3 separate regions of the Mus musculus genome follow, and all the other regions are linked to region 2. The links are chromatin contacts, called in public Hi-C maps. All regions are on one chromosome and are shown on one strand. The core of a region is the stretch at or near the end of the contact, and the rest is flanking DNA. Distances in the headings are between cores, read along the strand shown.

What was found. Hi-C and Micro-C count contacts between places; a contact is called where the count stands out from the background.
Region 1: a contact with region 2 is called in a Hi-C map of CD4 T cells, with 3 times the contacts expected there. The contact joins the promoter of Ascl4 here to the promoter of Tmpo in region 2. A contact is called at or near these places in 2 of 39 promoter capture datasets (the C10 cell line and pre-B cells) and 2 of 484 Hi-C or Micro-C datasets (CD4 T cells and uterus).
Region 3: a contact with region 2 is called in a Hi-C map of B cells, with 5 read pairs. The contact joins the promoter of Dusp6 here to the promoter of Tmpo in region 2.

Annotation. Positions count from the first base shown.
Region 1 is chr10:85,926,083-85,928,852 of GRCm38.p6, reverse strand. Ascl4 (achaete-scute family bHLH transcription factor 4) reads right to left here and starts at 1,451. Exons shown (of 1, transcript NM_001163614.2): 1 at 1-1,451. The coding sequence starts at 362.
Region 2 is chr10:91,170,093-91,173,215 of GRCm38.p6, reverse strand. It overlaps Tmpo (thymopoietin), which reads left to right and starts at 1,597. Exons shown (of 4, transcript NM_011605.3): 1 at 1,597-2,178. The coding sequence starts at 1,903.
Region 3 is chr10:99,261,943-99,264,692 of GRCm38.p6, reverse strand. Dusp6 (dual specificity phosphatase 6) reads right to left here and starts at 1,462. Exons shown (of 3, transcript NM_026268.3): 1 at 602-1,462; 2 at 1-149. The coding sequence starts at 1,001.

The sequences.
Region 1 (2,770 bases), core at 202-2,701, 5.2 Mb after region 2:
TCCGGCCGGTGGCGCTCCAGCAGCTCCTGCAGTTGCTTGATGTAGCTGATGGCGGCGCGCAGCGTCTCCACCTTGCTGAGCCGCTGGCCCGCCAGCTCGCGCGGCAGGTGCTGGCGGAGGCGCGCGTAGCCCTCGTTCACACAGCGCACGCGCTGCCGCTCGCGCTCGTTGCGTTGGCGCAAAAAGGCGGGCTCGGCGACGCCCCCAAGCGGCAGGGACGAGTACGGCCGTCTCCGCGCGCAGTCCGCGGCATCCTGGCGCACCGAGACCCTGCAGGGCTCCCTCCCGGGCAGCGCGCCCAGCGGCGCTGTACGTAGCGCGGACGGCAGGGCAAGCAGTCCGGCCGATCTGCGTTTTTCCATTCTCTGCGAAAAAGCACGCAGATGACTCTCTCACCTTGAAGACGAGACTGGAAGCTGTCGTAGCGGAGATTCTGGTCCATCCAGACTTCCCGGTCTGTCTCTGGAGAAGTTTCTAGGTCCAGAAGTTAGGTACCTGAGCACACTTGGAGTGAACTTTGCATGATTTCCGAAGCAGGTTGCTCTTCTTGGGTCTTTATAAAGCTTCAGAGAAGAAGGGGCAAAGATAGAGGGCTCGCCTCATCAACGCTTGTATCCATGTGCTTCCTCTGATCTTAGTTTAAGAGTTAACATAGGGTTCCCAGCCTGGATAGACGGTCGCACTCTAAGCAGATTGATCTTTCAAAGCTGCCCAATTGTTGTAATTCACTCCTTGGGTCAGCAAGTGTGGCTATCCGGGAGCCCGAACTTGTTCAGGAATTGAGCAGAGAGCCTCCCCAGGCACTGGCTGATCGGCTGGCCAACAGAGCGAAAGTTTACTCCGGCGTTCTCCTTGAAAATCCAAACTTGACTGCCCTTTGTGGTTTCCGGCGTTCAGGTCTGATGGAAAGAGCTTTCAGAGTGTTTGCAAACATACCTCTCTGCTCTTTCATTTCTGGGGAGGTGGAGAAGAAGCGCTCATCAAAGGGAAGACTGCTCTCTTGTGGTTAGACGATGTGTCAAGTCCTCCTTGGACCTCCGGGGAAGCCCGAGGTTTTCTTCTGCGAAATAGAATCTTTAAAAACCAAATTAGACACTTTTCAAAGGAATCAAGAACAAAATATATGTACTTTAGCATCGAATGTAAGGATCCGCACATTGTGTTCTAAGGTATGTTTAACGCGGGGCCCTTTGTGCTTCTGCTGCTCTGTAAAAACACATCAAAAGCCCGAACAGTAACAAACACTTTTAGCCAGTTATTTCTCGGAGTGCTTACTGTAAACACACCTTTAGTCCTGCCTCCCAACCTCTTCTAATCCCACTCAGGATATAACAATATCTTCCCATAGCACGAAGTATTTTCCTATTGTACTCATCATTAAGTTTATTTCCTCCCCAGAGGACTGGAAAACAACATTTGAAAAGAAGAGAGCCCCAATCCCAAGGAGAAAGGATTTGGCTTTGAAGGCTTGTCTTTTTAACACTCAGGGCCCCGCCCCCCCCTCCCCCCCCCCCCCCCCCGCACCACCACCACACACACAAATGAATAATTAATCCATCTGTGCTGGTAAAGGGCTTTGAAGATGAAAGTGTCATTAAAAATCCAACTATACTGGTTAATGTCAAAGAGTGTTATCGCATGGAAAAATCAGATTTCCTGCAAACCAACACATTAAAGGCATCTTCTACTTGAAAAGTCCAACTTAAAAACGAGAGGCAAAACCCCCTGAATTTACAACCAGACTTGACTCTTTTCTGGAAGCTAGGGTGTTGCCCTAACATGTTGGGTTTTTTTTTTCTTTTTTCTTTTTTTTAAAGGAGCCCTCTGCTTCTATATTTACTAAAGTTTACAGTCTAACTGATCAGCCTGAAGCAATTGGAAATTTGCATCGAGGCAAATGAAATAGAAATAATTATTCCTTTTCGGTATCAGTTGTCCCATGTTAGATGTAGCTCCCTATGGGCTTATACTGGCAAACAACTCCCTGTGGCACCATGAGTTCTTACGTCATCACTTTTGCACTAGTTGAGAAAGCATTCCTATTCGCCAGGGTAGACTCCCAGACCATGAGTTCCTTCATAGGGCCAGGTCAAAGATTTTGAACTTCCTTGCTAAGAGTGACAAGAGAAAATGAGATAATTGAAAACGAACATGACATAGATCTGTTTTTATTTCCCAGATTGACAACAAATAAAAAAGCCTGCAAGTGGGGGTTGGGGGAAGAGGAAAAAAAAAAAAGAAAAAGCTTGCAAGTCAGGTGTGGGGGTGCACACCCTTTTATTCTAGCCCTGGAGAGACAGAGGCAGGCCAGCCTGGTTAACATAACAAGTTCTAAGCCAGTCAGGATTGTTTTTTATATTAAAATAAAATAAAATAAAATAAAATAAAATAAAATAAAAGCAGATAAAGGCTGACTAACAACTGCCCGTGTTGAGGACTTGTAGGAGGGTGGAAGCATAAATCACTCAAGTGTTTGGGGAAGGAATGATTATAATTCACAGCATATTTATTATGCCACCGCCTTTGATCCACAGAAAGAAATGCATCACTACAGGTTTATACGTAACTACAGACACACACCAAGCACAGCATTTGTAGTGAGTTAAAAAGGAGACCAGGGGTGTGCCTGGGGCTGCTTACCTATACAATCCCAGCTCTGTTGGGCTGCTTACCTATACAATCCCAGCTCTGTTGGGCTGCTTACCTATACAATCCCAGCTCTGTTGGGAGCCTTGGCAGGATGGCTGCAAGTTCAAGGCCTGCATAATGC
Region 2 (3,123 bases), core at 348-2,847:
GAGCTGTGTTCGAGGCCAATCTGGTCTACATAGTGAACTCTAGGAGAGTCAGGACGACATAGAGAGACCCTGTCTTGAAAACACAAAAGAAAACCTATCTTCAGATTTATAGGTCCATTTTTACTGAGGGTTTTGCTTTTCAACGTCTTCCAATTTAACCATGTAGACATAGGTAAGCACAGTTTAAATATTTTTGTTCATATTTTTAATTTTGTTCATGCTTAAATTTAAGGCTTTTTTATAGAACATAATCTAGAGCTTAAGACACTGAGGGAATGATTAAGAGACTCTGAATCTGAGGTCAGCTGCTTCCTCTCACGAGCAGTGTCCTGAACCATTTCCTGTGTAGACATTCACATTGTTCAAAACCCTAGATACATTGAAACACTATACATGCTTTCATTCGCTTTTTATTTTTGTTTTTGTTTTTTTTTTTTTTTTGTTTTCGAGACAGGGTTTCTCTGTGTAGCCCTGGCTGTCCTGGAACTCACTCTGTAGACCAGGCTAGCCTCGAACTCAGAAATCCACCTGCCTCTGCCTCCCAAGTGGTGGGATTAAAGACGTGCGCCACCAACGCCCGGCTCATTAGCGTTTATTAACTACACATCTTATTGCGGACTTTTTACATAAATTTAACTCTGATCATGTTCGCCCATATATGTAATTTGTTAATAGGAAACATTTCTGGTCAGTATTGTGTTCCAGAAAACAGAACTGTGGCACATTTGAGACGCTAACTTGAATCAGCAGCATGAGTTTTACAGGGTTCCTGGCTCCCTCTAAAATTAAAAAATTAGTATGCACCACTACAGGCACATAAAGTTGAATACTAGAGACTTTCTAAATGTTGCGTTTCATCTTGTTCCATTACCAAACATTAGGTTTGATGAAGTTAGGGGAAATCCTTGGTGCTTGGGGTGGGGGTCTTAACCTAGACGGCTTAAAAATACAAAGAAGGCATTTGTTTTAAGCCCCAAGAACTATGGAAACCAAAGGGTTTGGTAAAAGAAGGCAAAGGGAGACTTAAAAATGCAATTTTGTAACAAACTAAAGCTGTATGGAAACCTTCAGCTGTGGAAGTCTGGCTTTCCCTAGATTCCAGACAAAAGAAGCGTTTGCGAACCGAGGGGATTTGACTTCCTGCGCATCCCGCACCACAGCCTGTCTGGTTTTCACGCTTCCCCTCCAGGGCCAGCACTCGGAGGGGGCAAGGCCAGTCGGCCGCCATTCTTCAGGGGGGCTCGGTGTCCCGGGAAGGAGCCAGGCCCGGGCAAAGGGTCCTCAAGAGAGCTGGCGCAGAACTCCGCCCGTCCGAAGGCGATCGAGGCCGGGACGAGGCTTCTCCGGTGCAGGGGGCCAGGAGAGAGGGAAACAGCGTGCAAACCCAGTACCGCCCATCCCTTATCAGCGTCCGAGGGGAAGGGCGGAGAGCCGAGGAAACAGCGGGCCCCGCGCCCGAGCTCCCGCCCGAGCGCCTTTTAAACTGCGTTTCTGCACCTCTCGCCCTGCGCCGCGGCGGCTGGAACCCGCGCGAGCCGCCCAGCCAATGGGTGGCGCGCTTCCTCCGGGCGCCCGCCAATGGCGGCGCGCGTTCTTGGGGCGTGCGCGAGCCAGGCTCCCCCCACCCCACCCCACGCACTAGCTTGTGTATGGGCTCGGCTCGCTGCGGGCTCCGGGTTCGGCTGCACTTGCTCCCCAGTCGTGCGCCAGGGGCTTTTTGTGGCGGGGGCCGGACCTGGGTTTTGTGTCCCGAGTTCTGTGCCGTGCCCGCGGCGCCGCTCCGGGGCAGGGATCTCCCGAGGCGGCGGGCGCAGCCCCCGGGACCAGCGAGCGAGCGCGCCGGCGTGAGCAGCGGCGGCGGCGACTGTGAGGGGCCGGGGAGGAGAGAAGGAGGGGGACGAGATGCCGGAGTTCCTAGAGGACCCTTCGGTCCTGACCAAAGACAAGTTGAAGAGCGAGTTGGTCGCCAACAACGTGACGCTCCCGGCCGGCGAGCAGCGCAAGGACGTGTACGTGCAGCTCTACCTGCAGCACCTCACGGCGCGCAACCGGCCGCCGCTCGCCGCGGGAGCCAACAGCAAAGGGCCGCCCGACTTCTCGAGCGACGAGGAGCGCGAGCCCACGCCGGTGCTCGGCTCCGGGGCCTCCGTGGGTCGCGGCCGCGGCGCCGTCGGCAGGGTAAGGCGAACCCCCCCGGGGCCGCGGAGACGGGCGTTTGGCGGCCGCGGCGCGTGCTCGGCGGCGGGGCTGGCCCCCTCGCGGGGTTCCCCGTGCCCGCGGCGGCGCCCCGATCGCGAGGCCGCCGGGGAAGGCGCGGAGAGGGGAGTCCTCGGTGCGAGCCGCCCCGGCTGTGCTGCTTGGCTGCTCGGGCCGGGTGCACGGTCCGGAGTGGGTGTAGACGCGGCCTTCCGAGCCGTTTTCTAAAGCCCGACAGGCTTGGCCCCCGGCGCGCGAGGTGAAGTTGTAGCGTTTTCCCGCTTTAGCGCCGAAGTGACTCGCAACAGTGTCAGAGCGCTCCCTGGAGGGCAGTTTGCGACATAGTCATTTCTGGCCTTTTTTTTTTTTTTTTTTAAATAAAGGCATTCCCGCCTTTTTATGTTGTTGACTTTTTTTTTTTTTTAAACAGATGGAGGGCTTTTTGAACCGTTTTGTTTCCTCGCGTGTCATATTCTTCCAGTCATCAGGCCCCGCCTTAAGTGGGTTTGCTGTACTGTAAACGGGACGTTTTAAGTACGTTGCATTTGGAAAAGTTTGTTCCCGTAGACATCCTGGAGAATCCCAGCTAGTGAGCGTTTTGTTTTATCGTTGTAAGATTTTTGCTGGAGGAAGTAAAGATCCGGAAGCAAAAAGAAAAGTTTATGACATACTGATGTATCAGTATTTGAATTTGAATGCCTCAGGCCAGTGAGATGTAAGATGCGTTCCTGCCGGTGTGTATCATTTTGCCTTTTTTTTTTTTTTTTTGGTTGCTGGCTTTTTGGGGGTACGTTTTAAATAGTATTTTGTAGGTTTATATTTAGTTAACAGAATTCAAGTCATTAAAAATTAGTTATGAGTGTTGATTTGGAGTGTTTTAAATCTTCGAGAAGCATGTGAATGTTTTGACTGGTATCGCGGTTTGCC
Region 3 (2,750 bases), core at 213-2,712, 8.1 Mb before region 2:
GTCAGACTCAATGTCCGAGGAAGAGTCCGAGCTGATCCGCAGGCCCCCGAGCCCCAGCACTGGCAAAGGCGGGGAACTGCTGCTGCACGAGCCGTCTAGATTGGTCTCGCAGTGCAGGGCGAACTCGGCCTGGAACTTACTGAAGCCACCTGCCAGAAACAAGAAAAGCAATCTTGTAACCGGAGAAGCTGTAGTAATTTACAGCTAGTGAGAAGCACAAAGAACACTATGGACAGGCACCCTAGGAACCCCCGGCAGTGGTAGAAGCACGCTTCAATGCGCACCTTTAGGAACACTACCCGCTGCTTACCCTGGGAACACTTATTCTCCTGAATCTGGAAATGCACAAGATTACTTTTCTTAATATTTCGAGGAGCTGCGAGGTGCCAAGCTGCACCCTGAACTACGTTTCCAGCTCTTGTGAACCTTAATCCTACACCTACCCAAAGAAAGGTGCCTGATTAACCCTTGAAGGAGAAGCTACCACGGTGGCCCAGCTAGCTCCCCTAAGCGCAATGCAAGCGGCGATCGCTACCTCGCTAACATTTTCCCCAGCCTGCAGTCCCAGCCCGGAGCCCTGCACCCGGGGCGCACAACATACCTTCCAGGTAGAACGCCCGGCAGCCCTCGTCTTTGAGTTTCTTGAGCAGCAGCCCGAGGACCGACTCTCCACCAGTGTTCTCATTCCAGTCGCTGCTATTCTCGTCGTACAGCACCACGGTGTCGGTGCCGCAGCGCCTGGTAAAGCGGTCCCGGTCCTCGCAGCGCGTGAAGAGCGCACGCACGGGCAGGTTGCCCTTCTGCAGACGCCGCAGCATGATGCCGGGGATGGCCACATTAATGGCAGATTCGATGTGTGACGACTCGTACAGCTCCTGTGGTCGGCAGTCCATCAGCAGAAGCCGTTCGTTGCCCAGCTCCAGCTGCTCGTTGAGCCACGACACCGTCTTGCAGATCGCCATTTCCGACGCGAAGGGCACGGGTCTGAGCGTATCTATCATGGGGGTCGAGCTGCAGGAGAAGGCGGGGTGCCTAGCAGACGCCCCTCGAGGCAGGCATAGGCCGAGCACGCTGCGCGAAGCTCCCGCTCTCGGAGCGGGGTTTGATTCCGCCTCGCCTTTCCCAAGCCGAGGCTAGCGGTTAGGGAAAGCGACACAGAAGTCAAGTCGGTGGTCCCTCTGCACCAGATCACTCTCCGAGTCAATGAATCTCTCTCTCTGAATGAAGGTGCCCAGTTTTGTTCCTACCCAGTGAATGAAATCCAATTAATTCGGACTCCGTGCCACTGAGAGGAGAAAAAGGGAAAAGAAAAAAAGTCTAGCGGCTCTTAATCCTTCCCTCTGAGGCTGCACCTCGGATCCAACCCGGTGTTTCTCGCCGGATTATTCAAGACTGGGTTTGCTCACAGTCCCTAGGACTCCGCGAGAGCACACCCCCTGTGCGAGGCAGCTCCTCAATGGATACAAACAGCCAGCGTCTCAATGGATACATTCTCTCGGTCAGCCAATGAGCGCGCTGCGGAAGGGGCTGTTGCCGTGGGGACGGGCCGGCTGGAACAGGTTGTGTTGATGAATTGTTAATGAGTTTGTCATTCACAAAAACGGAAAGGAATTTCCGCTCCGGATAAGCCCCAGTGCAAACAAGCTGCAACTGCGGGCTCGGCGGGAGGAAGGAGAAAGAAGAGGAGGCGGCGGTGGAGGAGGAGCAGGGCACATAAACCAGGGCACTAAAGTTGTCTCGTGTTTCCTTCTGTTTAGAGTTCACACTTCGCGTCTAACTCTTGCGCACCAGTAGTGCAATTAGCAAGCACAAAAGCCCTTATTCGCGACGCTTACAATCTTAAGTTAGCCTTAATAAAACTTGAGGGGTTTTCCCCCTTTTTAATTCTCTTTAACGCTAGATCCAAGCCCGCCATAGCGCCGCCCCTGCTCCCCCACCCCCAACCCGGTCCTCCTTTAGATCGTGTGTGGCATTTGTTTGGCTCTTTTAAAAGTCTAGTTCTGTTTGTTCTAATGTCCTTTTAGGCGAGGCTGTGTTGGGACTGGTGGACTGCCTGGGCTTTAGCGACCCAACGAAGTGTTAAATGCTAATCCAACATCTCTAGAAACAAACTAGTGTTTTGTTGAAACATTTTAAAGCAACTAAGCAAACAAGCGTTTGGTTGTCCAGAAAACCAGAAGCGCCCCAACCCCGGGCTTTCTCAACTTTCTTGGCGGCAGCGGAGGGGGGGGGGCGGGTGGTGTAAGCACCCAAAACCTTGTCAGCTATCCCTGCACTTTTCTTCTGCTCCGGTGAAGTGGGGGCATTCTGAGCCATTGTTCCGGAGATCTTGCTCCCCACCACCATCACCGGTCACCCATCGAGCCTGGGGAGTCGAGCTCCTTTAACGATCTGGAGCCAAGAGCAGAGTTTGGTTTCTAAGAGGAACCGGTCTGGCAAGGCAGCCTAGGTTAGGTGCCTGGGACGACAGGCCTCACCAACGTTTCCTGCACCCCGGAGACCTGCAAGCCTGCGGGAACTCAAGCGTAAACAGTGGCGGTTGTGGACAGAGGCCGGTCCCCTATCCTTTCTAGGCTGCAGCGGTCCCCGGGCCCCGCAAGGAGCACGCTAGCAGCTCCAAACGCGCTTGCGCGCTGCGCTTTGGCCGCAGCATTGCTGCTCTGGGGGATGGGGGGGGGGGGGCAGGACACGCGACGACCCCGTGATCGCTTGTAAGGCCGTCGCGGAACCGTCGCCTAGTGAGAGACCTG